7 separate regions of the Mus musculus genome follow, and all the other regions are linked to region 2. Evidence: chromatin contacts called from public promoter capture Hi-C data. All regions are on one chromosome and are shown on one strand. Each heading gives the region's core, a stretch centred on a gene start, on an enhancer-like site or on the middle of the called end of the contact. The rest is flanking DNA. Distances are from core to core; before and after follow the strand shown.

Evidence for each region. Promoter capture Hi-C pulls out the DNA fragments that hold promoters and counts their contacts.
Region 1: a contact with region 2 is called in a promoter capture Hi-C map of pre-B cells. The contact joins the promoter of Rpia here to the promoter of Serbp1 in region 2. A contact is called at or near these places in 3 of 39 promoter capture datasets (cranial neural crest, pre-B cells and second pharyngeal arch cranial neural crest) and 3 of 484 Hi-C or Micro-C datasets (CD4 T cells, neutrophils and uterus).
Region 3: a contact with region 2 is called in a promoter capture Hi-C map of pre-B cells, with 2.9 times the contacts expected there. The contact joins the promoter of Rmnd5a here to the promoter of Serbp1 in region 2.
Region 4: a promoter capture Hi-C map of liver shows a contact between it and region 2, with 4 times the contacts expected there. The contact joins the promoter of Thnsl2 here to the promoter of Serbp1 in region 2. A contact is called at or near these places in 2 of 39 promoter capture datasets (liver and pre-B cells).
Region 5: a contact with region 2 is called in a promoter capture Hi-C map of pre-B cells, with 3 times the contacts expected there. The contact joins the promoter of Kdm3a here to the promoter of Serbp1 in region 2. A contact is called at or near these places in 2 of 39 promoter capture datasets (cranial neural crest and pre-B cells).
Region 6: a promoter capture Hi-C map of pre-B cells shows a contact between it and region 2, with 4 times the contacts expected there. The contact joins the promoter of Krcc1 here to the promoter of Serbp1 in region 2. A contact is called at or near these places in 1 of 39 promoter capture datasets (pre-B cells) and 1 of 484 Hi-C or Micro-C datasets (pre-B cells).
Region 7: a contact with region 2 is called in a promoter capture Hi-C map of pre-B cells. The contact joins the promoter of Eif2ak3 here to the promoter of Serbp1 in region 2. A contact is called at or near these places in 4 of 39 promoter capture datasets (cranial neural crest, maxillary cranial neural crest, pre-B cells and 1 more).

The regions. Positions count from the first base shown.
Region 1 is chr6:70,790,757-70,794,419 of GRCm38.p6, reverse strand. Rpia (ribose 5-phosphate isomerase A) reads left to right here and starts at 2,245. Exons shown (of 9, transcript NM_009075.2): 1 at 2,245-2,534. The coding sequence starts at 2,271.
Region 2 is chr6:67,264,895-67,268,256 of GRCm38.p6, reverse strand. Serbp1 (serpine1 mRNA binding protein 1) reads right to left here and starts at 1,278. Exons shown (of 8, transcript NM_001113565.1): 1 at 848-1,278. The coding sequence starts at 1,160.
Region 3 is chr6:71,438,745-71,442,049 of GRCm38.p6, reverse strand. Rmnd5a (required for meiotic nuclear division 5 homolog A) reads left to right here and starts at 1,413. Exons shown (of 9, transcript NM_024288.2): 1 at 1,413-2,052. The coding sequence starts at 1,911.
Region 4 is chr6:71,143,073-71,146,482 of GRCm38.p6, reverse strand. Thnsl2 (threonine synthase-like 2 (bacterial)) reads left to right here and starts at 2,103. Exons shown (of 9, transcript NM_001033929.2): 1 at 2,103-2,192.
Region 5 is chr6:71,630,958-71,634,719 of GRCm38.p6, reverse strand. Kdm3a (lysine (K)-specific demethylase 3A) reads left to right here and starts at 1,803. Exons shown (of 27, transcript NM_001038695.3): 1 at 1,803-1,882; 2 at 2,141-2,223; 3 at 2,449-2,664. The coding sequence starts at 2,479.
Region 6 is chr6:71,269,431-71,273,087 of GRCm38.p6, reverse strand. Krcc1 (lysine-rich coiled-coil 1) reads right to left here and starts at 1,411. Exons shown (of 3, transcript NM_001354706.1): 1 at 1,248-1,411. Mir8112 (microRNA 8112) reads right to left here and starts at 1,417; the gene lies at 1,287-1,417.
Region 7 is chr6:70,842,953-70,846,458 of GRCm38.p6, reverse strand. It overlaps Eif2ak3 (eukaryotic translation initiation factor 2 alpha kinase 3), which reads right to left and starts at 1,944. Exons shown (of 17, transcript NM_010121.3): 1 at 1,438-1,944. The coding sequence starts at 1,733.

The sequences.
Region 1 (3,663 bases), core at 996-3,495, 3.5 Mb before region 2:
GGTGCTTACTAAAGGACAGGAATTCTGAATGACTGAAGGCAGAGTGTAGCGTTGAGGCATGGAATGTGTGCTATTCTATCTTGCTTCAGATACACGTTGAGGATCTTTTGTGTGTGAGCAGCAGCCTGATAGCCTGCACAGAGGATGAATGCTAAGCACAAAGTAAGTAAAGAATAAAGGATCGAGGAAAGACCTTCTGAACTAGTGGTGTAATCCTAGCTACATCCTAGCATATGGGCTGAAAGTTCAAGGGATGCCTGGGCTACGGAATGAGGCCAAGGCTGGATGGTCAGCTTAGTGAGACCCTGCTGCCAATGTCAGGGGGGCATGTGGCAGAGACCCAGCTTCACAGTGCTGAGTGACTGCAGGAGTCAGAGTTATTTCCAGAGACGTCTACTCTGGTGGATCCAGGATCCAAGTCATAGTTCAGTTTATTATAAAGGGGTTTTATTTCATATTTAAAGATGGGGTTAATATGAAGGGAGATACTATCTGTTTTGCAGCTTTATGTCAACTTGACACATGCTCGCCATCTGAGTGGAGGGAACCTCAGCTGAGAAAATGACTTCATAAGATCGTCCTGGAGGCAAGCCTGTAGGACATTTTCTTAATTAGTGATTGGTATGAGAGGACCCAGCCCATGGTGGGTGGGGCTCCATCTGTCCTGGTGGTTCTGGGTGTTGCAAGAAAGCAGGCTGAGTAAGCTGTGAGGAGCAGGCCGGTAAACAGCACCTCTGCCTCCAGGTTCCTGACACTGTTTCCCTCAGTGCACTGTGATTCAGGACATATAATCCAAATGAACCCTGCCCTCCCCAAGTTGCTTTTAGTCATGGTGTTTCATCACAGCAACAATAATAATTCTACGATACTACCCTTGTATGGATGTGGTCTCCTCAAGAGGGAGTCTCATGTAAGTGTCCAATCAATAGCGGCACACCTGATTATGGTGGGTCCTGAAGTTACATTTGTAATGGTGGCTGAAGAATTTTCTTCTTCTTTTTTTTTTTTTTTTTGGTAAAGGAGACTATCGAGTGGTTTCTGAGTGCCTTGGGCAGGATTACAGTCTGATAAAGATAAAACTCAGGTTATAAAAGTTGCAAAAAAGCATTGTGACCGGTCTTTATTGTTCCTAAGGGTTCCTGGAACATTCTAGCTCTTGGGGGTTGCTGGCACATGCCTTTTGCAGGCACACACCGTTAACCTCTGCTCTGGGGAAGGAAAGTCAGGCTGATCTCGGTGAGTTCAAGGGCATCTTGGTCTACAGAGTTCCTGGACAGCCATGGTTGCAAAGAGAGATCCTGTCTCAAAACACACAAACAAAACAACAAAAAGGACTTCCAGACCTATTTGGTGATGTAATCCCATATCAGGAAAAATGCTCCAAGTTCCAGGCCAGCCTGGACTGAACTCTACAGTGAGTTCAGGCCACTGGGACTGCTGAATGAGACCAAGAACTTGCAGCAAACTAAAGGCAGAAAAGGGGAAGCCCGATAAGGTACACTGGCCTGTGCGCTCGTGACCGGGCTCCATTTAGACACCCTGCATCCAATACCAAGAGCAGAACAATGTCCAAGGCGGGAGTTACTGATTGAACTTGTAACCTTGGGTTTGTGAAGGTCTAGCACAGACATCAGAAGACCTGGGAGTCCCAAGTGTGTCATCAATGAGTGACTCTAGAGCACTGTAAGAAGATGGCTCTGCCGGTAAAGTACTGACTGACACTACCAAGACGGTCAGATAACGGACTTCTGCAAGTTGTTCTTTGGCCTCCACAAGCACAACCTAAATAATACAATGTAATTAAAAGATTTTTTTTAAAAAAAGGCCGTTGTGTTGGTAGAACCACTTGCCTGAGGATTCGCTTACAACACAGCAACGTTCTCATTTGCTGGGCAAACAAGGTCAGGTTTTTAATAGTGTCTCTCTCTTTTTCTAGAATACGCGTACAGCCGGAAAGGTTCTTGGAGTTCACCTAAAGGTGTAAACACTTGACCCCAAGGTAGGGAGTTATTAGCTTCCTAGACAGCAGTTACCCGGACCTTCCGGACAGAAAGTCTGGAGTCAAGGCGGGCGATTTGCACACTAGGGTCGATCGTATTGTGGGACTTGTAGTCCCGAATGCAGAAGGGCCTAGGAACCACTGTCGCCGTAGGACTACATTTCCCAGCAACACGCATTTAGTAATACGCGCGGGGCAGGTTGCGCAAGCGAGCGGGTTTCCGGAGGAGTTGGGGGTGGGGCGGCCGGAGAGGCTGGAGCGAGGCGGCGGGATGCAGCGCCCCGGGCCCTTCAGCACCCTCTACGGGCGGGTCCTGGCCCCACTGCCCGGGCGGGCCGGGGGCGCGGCCTCGGGCGGGGGCGGGAACAACTGGGGCCTCTCGGGTTCCCACGTGCAGTTGCCGGGGCGTGCACATTCGGAGACCCGCGGCGACAAGGGAGGCTCGAGCGCGGGCGGCCCGGCCCCCTCCACGATGTCCAAGGCCGAGGAGGCTAAGAAGCTGGCGAGCCACACGGCGGTGGAGAACCACGTGAAGGTGGGCAGCTGGTGACGGCGTGATGGCTTCGTGCTGCGCGCCCAGGGCACTGCCAGGGTGCGCCTGACTCCTGAAAGGGCGAGGGTTGCGAGAGAGGGGAGAGGATGAGCCTTGTACCCGAATTCGCGCTGTTCTTCCCAACCCTTGAAAGGCCTTCTAGACCCCGAATGGGTGGGTGTCAACTCTTCCCCCAACTGGAGCCTTTTCTACAAAGATTCCCTGTCCGGCTGGAACTGGGTGCACAGTAGAGCCTGGCTGTGCTCTGTTTTAGAGTCTTGTCAGGCTGTTAATGCGTGCCTCCTAATCAGCCCATTGAAAATGGTGAGCCCCGAGGCTGCTGTTCTTCACTTCTCACTTACCGCGAAGCCAGCGGAGGGCTGTTTTGCAAAGTGTTTTGAAATTTTACTCCAAACAGGCTTTTCAGCTCCTCCCGCTGAGGAGCTAGAGTGCTGTCTTTACAAAGAAGCCATCAGGTTACTGTTGACAGGGCCGGGTGGCCAGACATCTGGAGGTGCTGCTTTTTAGGAGGGGTCCAGATGTTTTGAAGTTAGTAAGGCTGTGTCCACATTTGTTAAGTGGCTGGTGTGGTGCTCTGAGTGGACTCTTAGTGTAGGTGGGTTTGCTATCCCGTATGTAGCAGGTTAATTATCTTAATTGTATTACTTCTGTTGCCCTGTGGTGAAGTTTCCTGGTCTTGTTTTCTATTTCTTAGATCGCGTTATCAGAATCCGTATCTTCGTTAAAGGGAATTCTTTTCACTTGTTAAAGCTATGCTGCCCAAAGTTACTTTGCAAAGACACTGTTCTTAGAGCTTTATCTTCCTGCCTAGGGTGAGGGTGGCCTGAGTGGGCGGGGCCGGGTCTGATAACCTCAGGCTTGCCTGTTCTATAGAAGAACACCATTTTTGTTTCAGGCAGGGCTCTTATGCCCTTCTGTTCTAGGGTAGCTTTTTGCTCATCTAGTTAGCATAGGATTTTATACTTGAATTAAGAGGTGTGAGGTATGAATATGAATTTAAAATGTGTAATTTGGCTCTGTGTTTGGAACACAGTGCCACAGGGGTAAAACTGGGACAGTAAAGAGAGATTTCAAAATGCCTTTGTGAAGTGACTTAATAGATTGATAAATG
Region 2 (3,362 bases), core at 29-2,528:
TCTAGTGCCCTTGAAGAGACCATTAGCCGCCAATGAAGACCCGACCACGCTTTACGCACGTGCGGAGGAAAAGCTGCAGCCTGAGTTCTGCTGCCGGGACATGACAGGCTGGGCACTCATTTCGCCCACGAGGCCCAGAACAAGCAAAGCCCTATGACCTGGGGGCTCCAGGGAGTTAGTTGGAAGAAGAGATGGAGACATGAGATGGGTTCCACTAATGACCAGTTTTTTATTCGGAACTCCCTCTAAAATGAGTGGGGCTAAATTCTTCTCCTCTCCAACACTTTAGTTCTCGCCAGTAAGTTACAGGAACTTCTTCTAACGTAAGAGCGAAAGGGCACAACACAAAACACACACGTGGGACCCAAACAGCAACTCCTCCCTCCCTCCACTCTAACAGGGACCCCCAAACGGAGACGCAGCCCAAGTGGAAACTCTGAGCCCGGGCCTTTCCTTGAGGGTCCGCGCCATTGTGGGACAAGATGGCAGGGCAGGAGCCCACAGCAGGCAGCGGCAGCCAGGAGCCCGCCGGGCAGGAAGCAATGCCCGCGCTGCTTCCCGAGCGCCTAGAGCCAGGAGGCTAGCGCCCGGCAGGAATCGGCGGGAACGCCCGGGCCGCCCTCTCGGAGCACGCTCCGTCCGCCCGAGGCGGGAAGGAAGGCTCCCGCCGAGCCTGCGAGCGAGCAAGCGACCGAGAGAGCGGCGTGGACTTGGGACCAGCCACGTTCCCCGCACCGTGAAGGGGCTCCGAGGGCTCTGCGGCCCCGCCGCCTGCACGAGCAAGCGGCGGCGCACGCCCCCGTCCTGCCCGCCAGCCCGGGCTCCCCACCGCCTCGCCCGGCTTTACCTTCTTTCTTAAGCGCCACCGGCGGCTGCGTCTCCTCCTTTTTGTCGGCCACGCCGACGCTGGGGGGCAGCGGGTTCTTGCGGTCTTTCTGGGACTCTTTACGCAACTGTTTGCCCGCCGCGTTGGAGTTGGTCTGGGCCGCGGCCTGAGCCGCGCTCTTGGCCCCGGGGCCCCCAACGCCGCCCCCGCCGGCTTCTTTTTTCTTGTTCTCTGCTGCCTTCAGTACCTCGAAAGGGTCCGATTCGTCGTCAAATAGCTGGTCGAATCGGTTGGTGACCACGCAGCCGAAGCCTTCCTGTAGGTGCCCAGGCATGATGGTGGCTCGGCGGCGCGTTCCTCCACGGATTGCAGCGGACCGCGCCGAGCCAAAAGCGCCTGCTTCAGCTCTTCCCACAAGATGGCCGGGCCGAGAGAGGGGGGCCGCCTTCTCTTCCGGCGCCAAGCACACATCCGGGAGCGGCCTGCGCCGCACGGCACCATGGGGCCTGTAGGCCACAACTGATTAGCCCGGGATGGCTGTCTACTCCTGAACTTCAACTCCCAGCGTGCACTGCGCAGCAACTCTTCGCGCGCGCCTGAGAGGCGGGATCTCAAGGAAAGTGTGCAGCGTGCTCGCTGAAGGTGGGGAAGCGAGTACGGGGCGGAGTTCTGCCACCTGCTCTTGTCACCCTTAAACTCTCGGTCTTTAGATACCTCTGAGAACAGGAAAACGTGAGGGCGTCTTCTGCTCACGAAAGTGTTCTCTGTCTTTGGTTTCACTCATTCTGTCTCCGGCCAGGACTTTCCCCACCTTTCTGGGAGGGTCAAGGTGACTCCCAGACCTAGTAACTGGAGCCTCAAAAACTTCCGGGGGGTGGGGGGTGCCACAGTAGCCTCCGGTAGGTTGCGACCGCACGGCTGCTCGTCCCTGACTGTTGGATTTCTAGAGCTGTCCCTCCACCCTTCGTAACGAATCAAGGCAATTCGGTTTAATGTGGAACGGAGTTCCAGGGTTGAATCTGCGTGGCAGAAGGAATCCAAAAGAGGAGTTGAACTAATTGGGTTGCGCGCCTTTTCCGGTCATTGCAACCATGCTTTAAGAGCTGTTAAGTCCTGACTGCACAACTGCACGCTCGGCCATCCTCTAAAACAGTGTTTGTGGAAACGCTTTCTAGAATCAACGCGATAAATTGATCTGTCGGTATCTGGTCAGCGGTGTTAGTAAAATGTGCTCCAGAGCCTGGGGTGGTGGCGCATGCCTTTAATCTGAACACTTAGGAGGCAGAGTTCAAGGCTAACCAGGTCTACAGAGCAAGTTCCAGGACCGCAGGGATTTCATAAGAAAAAACCCTGTCTCCAGCTCCCCAAATGTGCTCAAGAGGAAATGTTTTATAGTACATTGGGTATTATGTGTGAAGGGAGGAAACTAATTTCGTAATTATATGCTAACTCTGACATTAGTTGGGAACCTTAAATCCCACTAAGACAATCCAGTGCCAATACACACTATAATTTTAAATCTTTTCCATTGATACATTATGTAATAGAAAACATACCTCAGGCAGCAGGTGCTACGAATGTTTCATCCTCACATCCTTTTAGATAAATAACTATCCCTTTCTCACAGGGATGAAACTGTCAGAATTGATAAAACTTACTAAGGTCACACTTAAGTGCTAGTGGCAATCTTCTAGCTGCACTATGAGACTGTTGACATCAATTCTGTAAACCAAGTTCTGTCCTGATAGAAATTACAACAAGTGCTGAAATTCCAATAACTAATCAAGTTTAAACAACCCTTTGAATCCGTCTCCTGGATCAACAGAATGAAAGGCAAAATGGGATTCCCATAGTAGTTTTCTGATCTCTACACTCATACTGTGGTACATTCACACTCAAACACACATAAATAAATAACAGATAAAAGTGTTTTTTTTTAATGTCTAAAGAATGTCTGCTACTATCAGTAAGAACATTTATAGGATAATCCTCACAGTAAGAGCAGAGGAGACTCTCCAGCTCTTACTCAAATCAAGGCTCCACAGCATTTCATGACCCACATTACATTCTTGTACGTATACTCATGCAACATGACAGTTTTTATGTATAGCAAGCACGCTTCTCTTGAGAATATTCTATCAGTAAATGTGGAAACTATCCAAGTACCTTGACTAAATACACAGCTGATGTGTCTGATACTGGCCTACTAGGAAACCTCAAAAGCGCTTGCTCCTTTGATGCTGGTACTCAGTTTTCAGCCATGTTCAAATCTTGCTCTCACACATTTCTCTGTGCGTACATGTGGCCACACACGTGAAGGCAGAGGCTGATGCTAGGAGTTCTCCTCATTCACTTCCTCACGTTACTTTTTTGAGATAAGATCCCCCACTGAACCTAGAGCTCACTGGTTGGCACGAGCGGCTGGCTAGCAAACTCCAGAAGTTCTCTGTAGTCCTCCATTTCAGTGCTAGAGTAACAGATGCACACATTTTTATCTGGGTGCTGGTGATTGAATCCAGGTCCTCATGCTTTCAAG
Region 3 (3,305 bases), core at 164-2,663, 4.2 Mb before region 2:
TTTCACAAAATGGATGGTAGCTAGAAAACCTTTTGAGGAGAATGGCAAGATTGATGGAGCTAAAAGGTTTTTTATTTTCGAGAAGTAGGAATCAGGGCCATCTGCCAAGAAAGAGGACTAAAAGCAAATGGCGTGATGAGGGACAGAAAGGAGCCCTGAAATACCATCAGCTGAACTTCCAAATATCCAGGACCACTAAAGGCCATCATATATAACCACCCGCCCACTAGCTGCCACATTATAAAAACGGAAATTGAACTTTAAAAAGGTTACCACCTGAATTAAAGGAAAAGAAAGACTGTCCACCAGGGTGCTGGCTGTGTTCTAGAAACAAACAGGCCACAACAAAAGGGGTTACCCTTCATAGTATTACTTAAGTGGTGCAACCAAAACAAGCAAAACTCCAAACAATTATTATTTTAGACTTTGACAAGTGATGTGTGAGAGAAAAAAAAAATTGTGCTGTAAGAGATACAATGAATTGATGGAGAAAATTCGGGGAGGCAGAGGTGATACAACCATGGTGGAAGTAGGAATGCTATGAGCAGGCAAGCAAGCTGGCAACTGCAGGCCCAGGAAGGCGGACTCTCCCAGGCCCAGGCTGTGAGGCAGGGACTTGACGAAAAGCTAGTAGGGTAGAAGCCTGGTGAGCAAGAGGGCACAGGCCAAGGCCAGAACCCCGTGGTAAACCAGGGCAAAAGCCCTACGCCAAGGTAAGGGCAAGGAGCAAGGGCCAGGTTGCTCAGCTCGCCCACGCGTGTTCGTGACCGCCGCCAAGATGCCCAGCACGTGGACAAGGCGACAGGGAAGGCCACTTGCAGGCCGAGGGGCGTCAAGAACGAGCCAACGCTGGGCGCGGGCCATCCCTCTAAGAGCTACCACCTTCCATCGGGTTAGTGACCCCGCCCGGGCCCTCCGCCACTAGGCGGCCAGACAGACATCCTTTGGCCCCGGAGGTGGGCCTCTCAGTCGAAACTCCGGCCAAAATTCCATGCGGAGAAAACACAAATTGCAATCAGGGCGAAATCCTGGAGAAAACAGCCCCGTTAATTGCTGTCATGTTTCCCCTCGCGGCTTCCCAGTAGAAGCGCCAAGCTCCGCTCTTCAAGCCAACCCCCCTCCAACAGCGAGCGCATTGGTTTGGCTCCTCAGTCTGGATTGGCTGAAGTTTTACGCCTCGGCCCAGGATTGGAGGATGTTTGTCTCGCTCCTAACCCCCGCGTCGATTGGTCACTCTTCTGCTTCTGGGCGGAGCATCCGGGGACGGTTTCCACCCTCTTGTTTACCGGCCGCGTAGTTGACGCTATCGCTAAAGTTCCCTGTTCAGCTGCGCGGGCCAATTGCGTCGCTCGCCCCGCCCTCGCCCCGCCCTCGCCGCGCTCCCTCACGGCCTCCCGCGTGGTACGGCCCACACCTTCAGAACGCCCGCGCGCCCTCCGCCCGTGCTCGCCCGCTGCTTCCCCCTGACCCCTCGCCGAGTCCGCGATTGGTACGGCCCGCGCCGCCTCCTCCGCTCGTGAGGGAGGCTCGACCCCCTCCCGGGCCGCGGCTATTGGTGCCGCCCGGGAGAACCAGGTCATCGGCCGGTTCCCGTGAAAACAAAAACAATCGGCGGCGCCGCCGAGGGGCGGCCGAACGCGGCGAGCCAGGGGGGCCCGGGGCGAGACGCGGCGCCGGGTAGGGCGGGCGAGCGAGCGCGAGCGGCGGGGCCGGGGCGCCATGGGGCGGGAGGGCACAGGCTGCGCGGGGCTCCCCCGGCGCCGCGGCTAGCGCGCCCGTCTTGCCTTCGCCTCCCGCGCCGCCCGCTCGCCGCCTTGGGGGAGGAGGAGCAGGACGCGGCCTCGGTGGGGCCCGGGCCGAACCACTGCGGACCCCCGGGCGCCGGGGAGCCGAGCGCCGCGGTCTCCGGCATGGATCAGTGCGTGACGGTGGAGCGCGAGCTGGAGAAGGTGCTGCACAAGTTCTCGGGCTACGGGCAGCTGTGCGAGCGGGGCCTGGAGGAGCTCATCGACTACACCGGCGGCCTCAAGCACGAGATCCTGCAGAGCCACGGTGAGGGCGGGCGCGTGGGCGCGCGGGGGTCGGGGCCCTGCGCTGCGTCTGCTGGTCCCCAGGCCGCGGCGACCCGCCCGGAAACGCGGTGGCCTGGGGCGGGGCTGGGGGTCTTGCGGGGTCCTGCGGGCCGCAGGTGTGCGAGTGATAACGAGGGTCTGCGCAGGACTTTGTCTAGTTTTCGGCCTCGCAGACTTTTCTCCCTGATGGTTCTTAGTTTAACGTTCTTAGCTGTGGGTTGGTTTCTACATCATCGGCTGCTGCAACTTCAGAGTTGGACTGATGTGGGCAGGCAGTTCTTCTAAACTCTTCCTAGGAAGCCGGCCGATTTAAACCATTCAGCGTCCCTGCTGTAGCCTCTGTACAGTCCGACCGGGCAGATGTCGAGTTGCTAGTTACTTACCTAGTCCAGTTTGTACTTGTTAATAATCCTTTCAGAAAACAGCTTTTCCGTAGAAGGTGTTTTGCCTACGTTATTTCATCAGTGGCCCTACGTCTTGTACCACAGATGCCAAGGCTAACTCTGAGAAAGAGTTTTGTGTTTTAAAAATAACACTAAAGGTCTGGTACCTTGGAGCCACAATGCTGACTCTTTCTGAATGAGAGATAAAGGACTTGTAATATTATGGATTTACTCAAGAGTCCGGGCCCTTGTCAGTTTTGTGGGCTGAACAGAAATTAAAGGGATATTTATTAGTCAGGGAGAAATGAGGATGTAGCAGGTGAGATTAAGGCAGTGTTAGCCCTGCCTCTCCTCTCCTTTCCTCTACACCTTTATTTCCCAAACACTTCAGTTGTGGGTGACTGCTCCTCCCTGGTAAAGGAGTCTGACAACTTCTGACACAGCTGTCACTTTGGAACGCTGTATAAATATATGCAAAACATGTTGATGGCTTCATGCGAAAAGATTATTTGACTGAATTGATGGTGATGGTATACTTGATGCTAACAGAATAAGGTGGGGTGTGAGAAAATCTGTTGAATTTTGACTCATGAGATTAAAGGGTTTGAATATATGTGAGGTGTATATATAATATATATATATATATATTACATATATACATACACACATATATGGATAGATATAGATATTCTTGGAATATATGTGAGCTAAAATTGGTTGTTTTCTTTTGCTTGTGGTGTTTTGAGGTAAAATCTCTCTGTGTGGCCCAAGCCAGCTTTGAATTTATAATCTTGTCTTCATCTTTCTAGTGTTGGGATTCCCAGTGTGCCCCTCTGTGTTTTCAGATATT
Region 4 (3,410 bases), core at 854-3,353, 3.9 Mb before region 2:
GAGTGAGAGGATAGGTGGGGGAGCACCCTCATAGAAGCAGGGGGAGGGGGAGAGGTTGGGGGTTTGCAGAGGAGGGACAGGGGAGGGAGATAACATTTGAAATGTAAATAAATAAAATAAACAATAAAAAAGAATGCCTTAGTCAGAATATATTTTTATTTTTTATTATTTTATGTGTATGAGTGTTTTGCCTGCAGGTATGCTTGCATGCCTGATACTGATGGAGGTCGAAACAGGGAGTTAGGTCCCCTTCATCTAAAATTACAGATGGTTGTGAGCTGCCTCGTGGGTGTTGGAAACTGAACTCCAGAAGAGCAACCAGTGTTTTGAACTGCTCCCGTCTCCAGCTCTAGTCTGACTATTTGATATTATTACTGCATTTTAATAAATAGATGGATAGATAGATAGATAGATAGATAGATAGATAGATAGATAGATAAAAGACAAGAAAAATGGAAGAAACTCATTTATGGCTCCAATATAGAATATGAATACTACAGTTTACTGTGCAGCCTGCTCTCAAAGTCCAGCCTTCTTCCTGGAGTTCCTGTCTTGAACACCCCAGAGGCAGTAACCCCTAATGATTAACTTAGTTGTCTCCAGCCTTTAGCTCCTCTCCTTGGTGAGAAGTCAAAGTACACTTCACAGAAGAACTTTGGGCTCCCTCTGGGCCCCAGGGTGGTGCTGTCCTGTAGGCCTGCCTGAGCCAGGCAGGGAGGCTGTCCTTGGATGCGATTTCTTTGGGAACACTGTAACAAACACTGCTGACTTTTGTGAGTCCCAGTTTTCCTGGCTTCTGAATGGTTAAATGCACCTCATGGAAAGTACAGAAACACGTTGGAGAAGGTCCATGGCTGACCTGTATCCCTCAATAGGTTGGTGCCTCTGACCTCTGTCAACTCTATGGCAAGTCCCTGGCCCATTTTGTACTCAGAAGGCCTATCCCATATCCTGAGCAGGGACAGTCTCTCAGTGCCTTCTACCAGGAGACTGAGCTGGCTACTCAGGGGCAGCTTCACACACTGTTGCCTAGTGGATGGCCTGTGTAGGGGAGGACTAGACGGCAGGCAACTTGAATAAGCACAGGCCTCAGGAGGAGGAAGGAGACAGGCAAAGACCAGGCCAAGGCCAGGGCTAAGAATAAATCTTAGACTGTACTTGTCTGGTCCATCTTCAAACCTATGTTTATCTTGGAGCGTGAATGTAAATCCTGGGACATTTGATCATGTTTGGAGAAAAAAATACCCCAAATTCTTGCTTTTTTCCCTCCCTGAAAAATAAATTAGGGCCTGAGACTGCAGCTCCACTGGTAAGGTGCTTGCCGAGCCCACACAAAGTTCTGCTTCGATTCCCAGCATAAGCCGTTGGTAACACAAGTCTGTAATGTCAGCACTCAGGAGATGGAGATGGAAGATCGGGACTTCAAGATCATCCTTTACTGTATAACCAGCTTCCATGAAGAAGGGGGGAGAACATAGAGAAAAGGAAGGGGAGGGGGAAACTGAGTCAGACTTACGCTTCTATAGATAGTATTGTTCTATTAAGAATTTTTTAGCTAAATGATGCACCCATCTGGTGGATTTTAGCACAGGCTCTTGGATTTATGTAAACCAGAATCCTGAAAGCCAAAGGATGGAATGGTGGAAGGCTAAGTCCTTCTTCCCACATTGCCCTCTGATTTCTCATCTAAAAACAAAACAAAGCTTTTAATCCCAGCACTCGGTGGAGGAGTTAGGAAAGGGATGTGCAAAGACAGGCAGATCTCTTTGTGAGTTCAAGGCCAGCCTGCTCTACATACAATCTCCTGAGTGGCCAGAGCTACATAGAGACAGGTCTCTCAATAAGTAAACAAACAAATAAAAACAGAACAAAATGTCACCGTCTTTTATTCTATCGAGTCTCAGCGAAGATCATGAGTCTAAAAGAGAATCCAGAGTCTGAAAGGCACTCATTGAACACAAAGGCTAGTGTTCCGGTGTCTGCCTTGTCCCCCACCCGACCCCCCTACTCCTGTCTTCCAAGCTCTGTCTTCTACCCCTCCCCGAAGTCCCTTCTCCACTCCCCCTCCTCCGCCCTCTGTAGGAGCTCCTCCCCAGCTTTGGCTTTAAACTCAGAACCTCCGGCTCAGGGAAGTCAGAGCTGTGCGCGTCGCCCACTGGACTCGGGTCTCCAGGCAGCTCCGCGCCCCTACGGTAACCTCGCCCAGTTCTCTGCTGCGTGCCCCCCACCCCGCGCTCTCCACGGTGACACGTCAGATTTCTGGCTGCTGTCCTGGTCCCGTAGCTCAGCTTGGCTTCCGGGCCACCGTTTTAAAGCCAGCTGGGGCCTTAGGATGGCAGCAGCCCCAATAGCCCTAGCAGCCCGCGCGGGTGGAGGATTTCTCATGTTTTTCTCCTGCAGCCAGGGTTCGGCAGTGTGGGAGTAACCCGGAAACTCAGGACAGTGCGCTGTGTTCAGAGGGTAGGGATGGGGTCTTAGGGTTCGGCGAGCTCGCCAGCGGGTGTACACCGCCCGCCCTCCCAGGCCTTGCTTTAAACTCCAATCCAGGAGTAGTGATCTACCACTAGGGGCGAGACTCCATGCCTCCCCACCTCCGCTACCGCCGCGCCGAATCCCGCCCCAAAGGCGGGATTACTGTTATTATTTATCGTGGTTATTGCCCTGTCTCCGCTCTGGAATAAAATCCAGAAACGTTCCAAAAAGTAATTATCACAGTAAAGTACAGCGGAGATCTGAGTCCAGAGCCCTGACACAACAGTCTTAAAAAAAAAAAAAAAAAAAAAGTCGTTAGCTGTTTCTTGTAGCTTTTTCTGCGCTGTCCCTTGAAGTGATCTTTCAGAACCGACCGACAGCCCTTAATCCTGTGAGAAGCTTGGGACTGTTTGCTAATCAAGCCATCTTCTTATTCTGGCACATGCTTAGCTCAAGCCGGGCTTTCTTCACCTCTGTGCCTTGTTCATGTCTTTCTTGGGTTGCAGAATCCCCACCTCAGTGCCCGGGTATCATGTGGTCCATTCTACCGAGGACCAAGGACAGGGCTTTGGAAAAATGTTCCTCATAGCTCCACCTGCTTCTGCCCTGTCCCAGCACCCCCAGCCCTTTGATCAGTAGAACTCCCTGGCTGCATTTCCTTTAGTCAGGTCCAGAATCCTTATGCAGCAAGGATTTCAGGGCAGTTTGCTCTAACGTTGTTCACAGCATTCCAGAACTCCCTGCAGTTACTGAAGGCACTGCTAAGCCTTTGACCTCCTGGCCCTGCTTCTGCCTTCTGAGCAGCTGTGCCTATGTCCCATGTCATGGACTCCTATGTGGGCTGATTCCTGTGTCCCAGATTCCTAACGTCATTTCTGTTTATACCCATTGCCCAGCATTACATTATCCACCCTGGTTCTATTTGATAATATTCTTGG
Region 5 (3,762 bases), core at 554-3,053, 4.4 Mb before region 2:
TTCATATCTTCAGTTTGAATAGTTCAATAATGTATTTTATAGACCCAATCCTTTATTAATATATTTCTTCTTTTTATGCTTTTACTCTTAGTCATATACCATATAACAACATTATGGCAAGTGACATGTGATATATACAGTGGTGATCCCATAAGTTTTTCTCAGTGACTTGGTAATTTCTGTAAGGACACTATGTTATCAATGTAATGAAATCATCTAACAACCTTTTATCAGAATATATCCCTCGTATTAAATAATGTATAACTGTACAAGATGCCAATGTAGCTTTCCTTTGATTAGTCTTATAAAAATTTTACCCTAATAGTTTCAAGTTTCTTATGCTGTACTTTTCTTATGCCAAAAAAATTTTTTTAAATACTAAGTACCTCTCCATGTTTATTTATAAAATTAACCCATTTATATTTATTGTAAATATAAATGGACTTATTCCTGTCATTTTATTTTTAACCATAATTTCTTCTTCTTCCTTTTGTTTTTCTTGTTTCCATTTCTGCCTTTTGATGAAGTGGATAGGTTCCTTCATTCCATTTCCCACCTCTTAATGGTTTGAATATAATAAATCCAATTCAGTTTAATTCAACTTCAGCATTATTTAATCTTTAACATTCTGTTGTCATACATTCAAACCAAATATTTTTCAAAATAAACATCTGGTACTAATTTGCATTGTATAGCATTCCCTTATACATTTTGAATTTTTTCTGAATTCTCATTTTCACACTATTAAAACTAAATTTCCATTCATTTTATAATAAAGATTAAGTGTGATGTTAGATTAAGCACCAGGCTTCATAAAGAAGTCTTCAGTTATTCATTTCATTTTTTGATTCAACCAAGAATCCTCTGGTCCAAACCATAAAACCATCTTTTCTCTCCTTTGTCTTTCAAAGTCACCTCTTTCATTATCACTTTTATCATCAACTCCATCTACTTTCTCAATTTCTTTGTTGTTTCAAAAATCTTATATCCACTTTACATTTTCTTTTTAAAAAACCTACATCCCACATAGTTTTGAATAGATGGTTTGCCTCTAGATTTAATGAACATCGTTTTCCAGCAACTCAATGCCTTTCTTCATTTATCCTTCAAAATGGCGGACCTAGACAGTCATGATCAGTACCACGTGCGCCTGCGCCTCCAGCGGCCATTTCACCCATCAGCCCAAGCTCCAAGAGTCCGCCCCTTCTGGCGCGTGCGCAGGAGCCCCCAGAGCCTAGTCGCTCCTCCCCCTCTAACTGCGTACGCCTGAAACCGCACGTCCCAGTGCTGTCCCTCCCCCGCAGGCTGTGCACCGCCCCCGCCCCTTTCCCGTGAGATTCTTCCGCCTGGTGGAAGGTCGGTCTTCGCTCGACAGCCTACGCGCTTCAAGTGCAATCCAATAGGCGCTCATGATCCTGGGTCTCCCCATTCAGTCTTATCTGTGAGCCTGTGCGATTTTCTTTCTGGCCTCAAAGTCGATAACCGATTCGGCGGGACTTTTTTGCATAGCGCGAGGCAACAAATGGAAGAATGGAGCTGCGGCGGAGGGATCTACCGACCGCGTTCTGCGCGCTTTAATGGGGGATCGGCTTCGAGTCGTTGCTGAGAGCGGGGGGAAGGGAGGAGGCAGCCAAGGAATTGTTTTTTTTCCTCACCCCGCCCTCTTCAGCATAACCAATAGGAACGTAGAATTTCCTAGGCTGCCCCGCCTATCCCCCGCGACTCAACCAATCATCGGTGGCAGCGGCTCCGAGGGGGCGGGTCCGGGAGGCTGTGCGTGTCTTGTGAGAGAGAGCTCTTGAACCAAGTCAGAGCTAGAGTCGGCTGGGCGGCTGGGCTCTGTTGCCGCCGTCGTGGGTGACTCAGGGAGGCGGGAGGCGGGGTAAGCGCTCCGCGGGCCTCGGCTGCGGGAGACAGAGGGAGAAGGGTGAAGGACCCGCGCGGGCGGTCGCCGCGTCTTCTCGGTTCAAGGCTCAGGACGGGCGGGGGTGCGCCCGAGTCGGCGGCCCGGAAGCGGGGGGCGGGGGCGCGGCAAGTGTCGAGTCGCGAGCGAGTCCACGGCGGCTCCGAGGCCGCTCGGGGCGGGGATCGGTCGCTGAGACGGGCCCTAGGCACTAAGAGGGAGCCTTTTCTTTAACAGGGCGAGGGGACGAACACTTAGGCAAAAGCACTGGCGCCGCGGCTCAGTCCTCCCTTCTCTCTCTCAGTGTCCAGCTTTGAAAGGTTTGGAAAAAGCGAAAGTTGTTGGGGCGAGAGGGTCACGCGGCACTCGGGGGGGTGTTTGCGGGGGGGAGTGCTGGGGGGTTGGGGAGGCGCGGGTGGCAGCTTGGGGCGCGGAGTCCACCTGCGGGGGTGTCACTCCACCGGTCCCTGTCGGCGCTTCGTCTCTTCGGGCCGCCTCCGACCTCGGCCGCCCCCCATCGCATTTTGTTTTTGTGCCTTCTGCAGGGAGGAGCCCTTCCTGCTGGCGTGGAAACCATGGTGCTCACGCTCGGAGAAAGTTGGCCAGTATTGGTGGGGAAGCGATTCCTCAGTCTGTCCGCAGCCGAAGGCAACGAAGGCGGCCAGGACAACTGGGACTTGGAGCGCGTTGCCGAGTGGCCCTGGCTGTCGGGGACCATTCGAGCTGTTTCCCACACCGACGTTACTAAGAAAGACTTGAAGGTAAAAAACAAAAAGACTAAAACAAAATACAAAATCCCTAAACAAACAAACAAAACCGTCTTCTGGGGGCTGGGCAGTCAGACGGTTTTCAGTTACCTTGGTAACGGGACAGTTGAGCGCCCCTCCCTCCCTTTTCTGAAATGGGCCACTAGAAAGTTGGCAGGTGATCAGAAGGTACAGAACTCTAGACCGTGAAAGTCTTTGAAATGGGGTGTAGTGTCAAGGTGTGTTTGACCTAGAGCTCCAGTGGCCTGAGATTAATAATGGGTTTAGGATTGTTCAGACATGCTTCATTAATGCAGGCGCTGGGTCCCCTGGGACAGTCTGATTATGCCCCCAACGGGAGGCGTATTGTTTATTAGTAATAGGTTAAAGAAGTGGATGACAATTAGAATCATTGAAGGCTAGCTTGAAAGTGCTTTCAAAAAAGATGATTTCAGATGATGGTGTTCCTCTTTATTTCTTCATTCAACTTTTTAAACTTTACAACTTGGAAGTGAAGTGTGAATGTAAGGGAAGGAGCTTAGTTGTGTTTATCTATTTAGTTTTGTTTGGCTTGTTCTGGTGGTGGGTATTTGCTGAGGTATGGTTAGTGAGGCAGGAGTAGGTCCCCGGTTGTTAATGAGGATGGGTTGGTGTGGCTACAGCCATATATGGAAGCCTTGGGTGGAGCTGTCCCGTATAGGGTGTTTGAAAGGAAGGGGAGAAATGGAACTTGCATGACCAGTTAACACATTCTGGAACCTTTTTCACTTAGATCTTTTGAAAGGAATGAATCCTACTCTGTGATACAAATATTGGTGTGAAAAAATAGTAGGGAAATAACCAGTGAGGAAGCCATTGTGCCCACAAAGACTCCTTGTGCAAAAATCAGCTGAAAAAAGATTCCTAACAAAGGCTCCATAGTGATAATAACTTCCAGGAAGCTTGTCAGGACAGACTATTTCTACCCTGAGTAATGGACATGCCTCGGAATCTTCTGTGTTTTTGCCCTTTTCTTGAAAACTACTTAAAGGAAGCAGGTTTTAGCCATTGTCAGTTAAATGTTGATTTCTGAAACACTTCATTTAAGCTCAGGCTTGACAGTGCATGCCTACA
Region 6 (3,657 bases), core at 162-2,661, 4.0 Mb before region 2:
CAAAACTCTCCAAACCTCCATCCATAAAAAGCGACTTAAATCACAATTTAACACGGTGCCCAGTGTCAAGTGCCTGGGACACCCCTGCCACACTTTAAGGAAAAGCTCTGGCTGTCAGGTTTACTGTTTATTTTAGCCCTCAACAGATGACACGCCTCCGTGTTTGTGATGCTGGGGTCTAAGGAGTTCTACCCACAGTAGAGCTCACTCTTAAAAAGCTAACAAATTCTGCCCGGTCCCAGGCCATTTTTGTTTTTTTTCCTGAGGTAGTGTTTCACTCTATAGCTCGTGCTGGCTAGGAATTCTCATGTAGACCAGGATGGCCTCTGCCCCTCCACTGCTAGGGATTTAAGGCGCTCAGCACCACGCCCAACAAAGACTCTAACTATCCCCTCATTTTAAGCTTATTTCCCACAGCTCAGCGGTCTTTCAGAGTCTATAGAAGCAATTCTTTGAAATGTAACTGGGATGAAGGAGGCGCCTAACTTCCTAGTTCTCAGCCGGCAGAAGCAATGCCTAACCCTTGGGGAGTTTTCACCTCTCCTGTCTACTTCAGGCCTTCTCTCCTTACACTTTTTTTTAAAGGCCAAAGTCACTCGGAGCACTCCAGAACACAGCTCAGTTCTGCTCCTAGTCAGTAGGGTTGGAATAAAATCTTGCTTCTCGCCACTCTCACACTGGTCAAAAAATGCTAAAACTCGGGTTACTACGGTCAAGAGACGTCTGGACATTTTTTTCTAACTCGTCTTCCTGGCAATCCAGAAGCCTAGAAAAGCTTCGGGGTGATCCGTCCCCTCCACCTCACCTCTCCTCTTCCTTGAGGAAACCTGGAAGCTCCCACCCTCCTGTCCAGAGCTCCCTAATTCCCCACTCATGCCTGTCGCTAAGTGGCCTGCTGGGAAGTCTCCTGTCCACGCTCCTGCACCAAACCGAGGCTGCTCTCTCCCGGGGTCGCTGGAGGACGGGGATTCCTCACTGAACCCCCACTGCCCTCGGCTCGGCCGCCTCTTCTCCTAGCCCCCTCGGACCTCGGCTTCCTCGCCAGGCCGTGAGGTCCCTCGGCCATGGCGCCGCGGATGCTGAGGGGTTCTGAGGAGAGAGTCAGGCGCTCCGAGGGGGGCCGCGCCCGGCTCTCGTCGGCCATTTCGAAGGCGCGGCGGGGCGGGGCCGGGGCGCTCGGCCTTCACCAGGCCGCGGGAGTTGAGGGCTGGAGCTCGGGCCGCCCCCGCCGCCGGGCGGGAACTCACCTTCTCTGAGGCAGGGGCGGGCGTCTACAACTACTGTCCCCCTCCCCGCCAACAACGCCGGCCGGGGGTCAGAGGCTGCGGTGGAGGTGGCGGAGAGGCAGAGACACCGCTGCCGCCGCCGCCGCCTCCGCCGCAGAGCAGGCGGGGTGGGAGGGGGGGAGGAGGCGGAGACCTGACTTCCTGAGGGGAAGTCGCCGCCACCACCCGCGGCTGACTGGACAGCGCCAGCGCCATGGCGGCGGGGGCGCGCAGGTGCGCGTGCGCAGCAGGGCGGCCGAGCCCTCGGGAAATTTTCTAGCCCCGCCCTCCATGTGTGCTCCGCCCCTTCCCGCCATTTCGGACTAACCGGCTCTGTCCGTGTGGGTAGGAGCTTGGGTGTCGGTCCTTCTTGCCATTGGAGGAAAGAAACCTAGTGACGAGGTTCAGCCCGGAAGCCAAAGTGAGTCTGGAAATGTATGGATCCACCGGCCAAAATATCTAAGAAACGCACATCTGCCTTTCCTCTTTCTTGTGCTCTTATATTAAGACTAAATATTAAGCACCATCCCTGCTCATGGTACGTTGCTAGCTAGCATAGTCCATAAATTCCCTCTTAGATTATACACGTTCGTGCATAGTATTCCTCAAAGCACACACACGGTATGCTCACCATACACGCTCCTATTACATAGATACAACATCACACAGGTACTACTAAAGTATATTTTAGTTTTCTTTACATGGTCATTATTTTGTGTGGAGCGGAGTGAGGGTGGGGCTCCTTTTACCTTATGCACCCCAGAAGTCGAACTCAGCTTCTGGGGCTTGGCAGCACACCGACCCATGTGTAATAGGGTCTTACTTTAGCTCAGGCTGGTCCCAAGCATGGATTGAAGTAATCACTTAAAAACCTCAGATGGACTGAGAAGCCCAGAGTTGACTGTTGACTGCTGAAGCTTCTGATAAGGAGATCCACATACCAGACCCGCTAGCCTCTCCCACTTCCTGACTGCAGGGGAACTGACCTGCAAATGGAATCTTCCAACCCCAAAGCTCCCTCCCTCCGCCTCCCCCCCCCCCTTTCAGTCCTACAAAACCCAACCCCTTACTCCCCAACACGTGCCACTTGGGCATAGTCTCACTTCCCTGAGAGACTGCAGCCCTTCAGTTCTGATTAAAGATCAGTTCTGTTTCAGGAGATGTCTGTCTACCCTTCATTTCCACTCGCCTTCACCAATCCCTTTCTATCATCTCTCAGTCTCGCAAGGGCTGAAATTTAACGAGTGAGCCAGGAAGCTCCACTAGGGTCTTTGGTTTTTAAAGCCGAAGACTGCTTTACTCCCAGGCTGGCCTGGAATACAGGATCCTTCTACCTCAGACTCCCAAGTGCTGGAATTAGAAGCCCCTTCACCCACTGGACCATGTTAAAGGCCCTGCTTCCGGTTAATACTACACTACTGTGTAAGTCAACAGGCTGCACTTGCTTCCGTTGCCAAGCATTGCCACTCCCCGACTGCCTAATAAACTCCGTCCGTAAAAGGCTTCACACAGAGACAAGCAGTCCATTAATGATTCCACGCTTATTAATAACACAGGGACAAGAGAGAACCTGAGGTTTTGGTCTGTGCTGTAATTAGACAACATATAATGGGCTATTATGTGAGTGACTTTCTCTCTTCCCTCTACCCTTTAAAAATATTTATTAATTTTATTTTTAAAATATTCTGTATTACATAAAAACTTACAAAGAAATAGAAACGTGGTGTTCCTAAAGATCTGCTCATAATCGTGTGTGTGTGTGTGTGTGTGTGTGTAGTGTGTTTCTTTTTTTGGCTTTTCGAGACAGGGTTTCTCTGTAGCCCTGGCTGTCCTGGAACTCATTTTGTAGATCAGGCTGGCCTCGAACTCAGAAATCCGCCTGCCTCTGCCTCCCAAGTGCTGGGATTAAAGGTGTGTGCCAGCCACCACGCCCTGCGTGTAGTGTGTTTCTGTGTGGAGACGGTATGTGCCCATGTGTGTGTGTCCTAGGAGGTCAGATGCATCAGATCCCCTGGAGACATGTCTGGTTATAAGTGGTCTGATGTGGGTTTTGGGAACCTGACTCAGGTCCTTTGCAAAAGCAGTACAGAGCTCTTAACCTTTGAGCCATCTGGGTAGCCCTTCACCTTTATTTTCAATGCCATTCCCCTTGTTTATTTAGCACCCCCTTAATTCAGTCTCTAAACGTTCTCGTTGGTCTCTCACATTGCTTATGGCACAAATGGATGAGCCTAGGAGTGTACGAGCTCTTCCTGGCCTGTTTAATATTGCCAAGCACTCTGACCATCCTATTATTAGACTCAGCAGGGGCTGGCAAGCATTTTCTGTAAAAGGTCATCAGTAAGCACTTTTGGCCCCGCTGGTTCCAAGTTTTCTAAGGGACATAGCCACC
Region 7 (3,506 bases), core at 695-3,194, 3.6 Mb before region 2:
GCTCCCCAAAATGGTCTCAATATAATTTCCAACCCCCATTCTTCTTGCTGTCTTAAGTCCACCATCTATCAGAATTCTACCCATTTTTAAGAACCAAATCATTCTGTCACAGCCATTTCTTATCTATAAACCTACCTCATCCCTTGCCTTACACAGCATACACCAGCAAACTGTGCATCACCCATGACAGTTCCTTTGTACTGCTTTCTACTGTTCATTTGAACCGCCCTACAGTTAGGACCTTCTGCTTCATCCCGATTGCTGGATTGACTGCGTATTCCTTCCAAGAGCAGAGGCTTCCTGCTCTACCTCCATAACCCCAGGGGTTCTGCTCAGCTTTAGAAAGTCCCTGCTGCTGCAGGTGTGTGTTCTAAGGAAAACAGAATAGTTCTCTCTACTTCGTGTAATTTACTCTTCACAGCTGTTTCACTCATCTAGGAGAGTTCATACATTCGCAAATAGATGAAATTGTATTCTTTATTACTTAAACATTCTTAAATATAACTATTCAAATGGTGTATGGAGAATTTTAGGGCTTGCCCTGTTTATTTCTGGTAATCACTGGGTACCTAGATCAAGGTTCTGATACTTTTTATAATCTATAACTACTATGTTACAAACTTAGATATGTTCTAATTTAGATGCAGCTCTTAATTTACCTAATGCTCTTTTAGCATTCTTTCTATTAAATAGTGCCACTTTCTCCACACATGCTATCTGAAAAATACTTTATTAAAGTATTTTACATTCTGTGCAGACTTTGAAAATTGCTTTAAAACTTGTCTCTTGAATTTGTATGTTTATAAGGCTAAGAAATCCAACTGAAATAAACTATGCTAACCCCCTTTAAATATCAAAAAGCTGCTAGGATAAAAGAACCCAAGCACACTCCTTAAACTTTAACCTCTAAGTGTGTTCGGAGCTCTTGAGAGTGCTTGTTCTTACCCAGAAAAGGTCTGGTTTAGTAAAACCGGGGCGGAGCCTAGAAAACTGTCCATTTAACCAGCATCCCCCTGGTAATTCTGATGCAGGTGTTCCCGCATATCTCAATTAGAGAAACAGAAAATCAAAACCCTCGACCAGGAGCCACAACAGACTTGTATTTGAAGGATAAATGTAGGCATCTCTTTTGAAAGTCGTTTTACCTGTCGCAACAGAATCAGGACAGAACGAGTCAAGTATTTGGGAATGGGAGTGTAAAGTGCATATGGTTAAAGCCCGAAAACAATGAAAGCGGGGAAGTGACTTTCTTCCCTAAGCCGGGTGTTGCATTCTCCAGGCATCCCTCATCCTCCTTTAAAGATGCTGTTGCCCTCCCACAGCCAGGACCAGGCAGGCGCTCAGAGTGGGACAGGAAGGTGTCGCGGCTCTCTGCTTTGTCCGCAGTCACTCGCATCCCTGCGAGAGGTGCCCCGACCCTAGTTCCCAACCTCTCACCTGCCGCGAGGCCGCAGTTCCACGTCGTCATCGGGCTCCGTCGCGCGTGACTCCGGTTCGCCAGCGGCAGCCGGCAATGCCTCGGCGTCCTCCACGGTCACTTCGGCCGTTGCCACCGCAGGCACCCGCGCGGCCGAAGTCGGGGCGGCCGCTGCCCCTAAGCCAAACACTGTCTCCGACGCGGGAGCAAGCAAACTGCGGGCGGGCGCGACCGCCGAGATCCCCGCCGCGCAGCCCAGCAGCAGGAACAGAAGCAGCAGCAGCGCGCGCGGCCCGGGCCGGGTGGCGCGCTCCATCAGCGGCCCGCCCCACGCGCGGGCATGGAGACCCTGCCGTCGGCGCCCGCCCGTCTCGCCGCTCGGAGCCTCGGAGCACTGCGAGCGCGCGCCACGGACCCCGCCGCCTCTCGACTTCGCGCCGCAGCAGCAGAGCTGCCCGGCCACGTCTCAGCCACTGCCACCTGAGTGACAGCCTTGTGCAGACATCGCCCATTGAGCGAGGGTTCCGTGCGTCTGCTCTGCGATTGGTTGCGCGCCTTGCCACTCCGAGCCAGGCAGACGCGTTCCTTGTTGTCAACATTATACCTACCAATCAAATTGTAGTTTTCCCTGTGGCAGTCCGGCCCTTTTCCGGGAACGACGGCCAATGAGAAATGCCCCTCCCCAGAGTCTTCTTAGGCGATTGGTGAATCATTTCAGTTCCCTAATGCCACTTCTGGAACGGATTGGTCCATTCCCTGATTGGCCTCGCCCCTCAAAGTGAGGCGCTGGGAAAAGCTTGGAGATTATTGGTGAAAGTGGATGCTCCTCAAAGGCCTGAGCTAACTGCTTCTTGATTGGTTGGAAGCGGCACTTAGTACGTGGCCGATTCTGAGTGTGAAGAGGACCGTCCCCTGTGAAAGGAAGAAGAGTGGAAAGGAGTCCCGGGTGGCCGGGAGGTGGCTGATCTTAAAGGGATAGATGCTTTTGCTATTCCCAAGCCGAATTTATTTGGAAAGAAGGGATGAGAGTTGGGGGAAAGTGACTGCACAGGTCATGTGTCCTTAGAAGTTCAGGAGTTGCCCAATTTGTGGCTAGGAAGGTATTAAGAATTACAATTACAGCTTTGATAGAGATGACAGTGATCTGTAGAACAGATAACCCAGAGCGCCCGGAACGCCTCTTAACCTGTTTATAAAGGAGGATCCCAGGCCTGGCGCACTTGAAGTAATCTGCACAAGGTCACACAGTCACAAAAATTTATTAAGTCTCCCGGTTGGTTTGGCATGCTTTACACTGCCCTCAGGAGAAATAGAACGACAACGACCAAAGTGGGGAAGGTTCAAATGTTTGACCAAAGCGTTTAAAATTCTCTTAAAGTAGTTGCGAATACCCTGAAGATTTCAGAGCTGGTGTGTGGAAGAGTAAGAAGTTGCATCCTTCAGCAGTGTACTCAGAACACCAACCAAACACTGGGAAGATTTTTAATGATGTTGGCAGTTTGTGTACGCTGGTCTCCATCTGCATGAAGCACACTTAATTTCCACTCAGCCCCAATCCCTATAAACCCATTTCTCCCTTTAGTTCTCACCACATTCCTTCTCTCTTCTGTACAACAAATCTCTAAAGCGCCTTGTCTTCCTGTCCTCTCTCATCTCACACACACTGCACAGGCATTAGTATTCCTCAGCTCCACCCAGATTGCTCTGATTCACTCACATGGTTTTAATAAATTCGAAGAGGAGTCCCGTTTTTCCTCCTAAGTGTCCTCCACTGTGGAACTCAGCCTTTCCTCTATGAGACATTTTGTCCCTTGTTTTCCTGCTTCCCTACAGGGCAGGATATGACCTTCAACTTACCCTGTGTTGCTTAGGATGAAAGCCAAGGACCGGAAGTTCTTGCCCTGTATATTAATTCTCCAGGGCTGTCATAGCAAATTCCCTCTAGCATATGTGTTCTAGAGGCTAGAATTCCTCCATCGGGAGCCATCAGAATCGAGTTCTTCTGAGGCCCCTTTTGGTTTGTTAGATGGCTACTCTATTGCTTCTTCATGTGAACTTTCCTCTGCTCATATGGTCCCTTTCTCTTTTT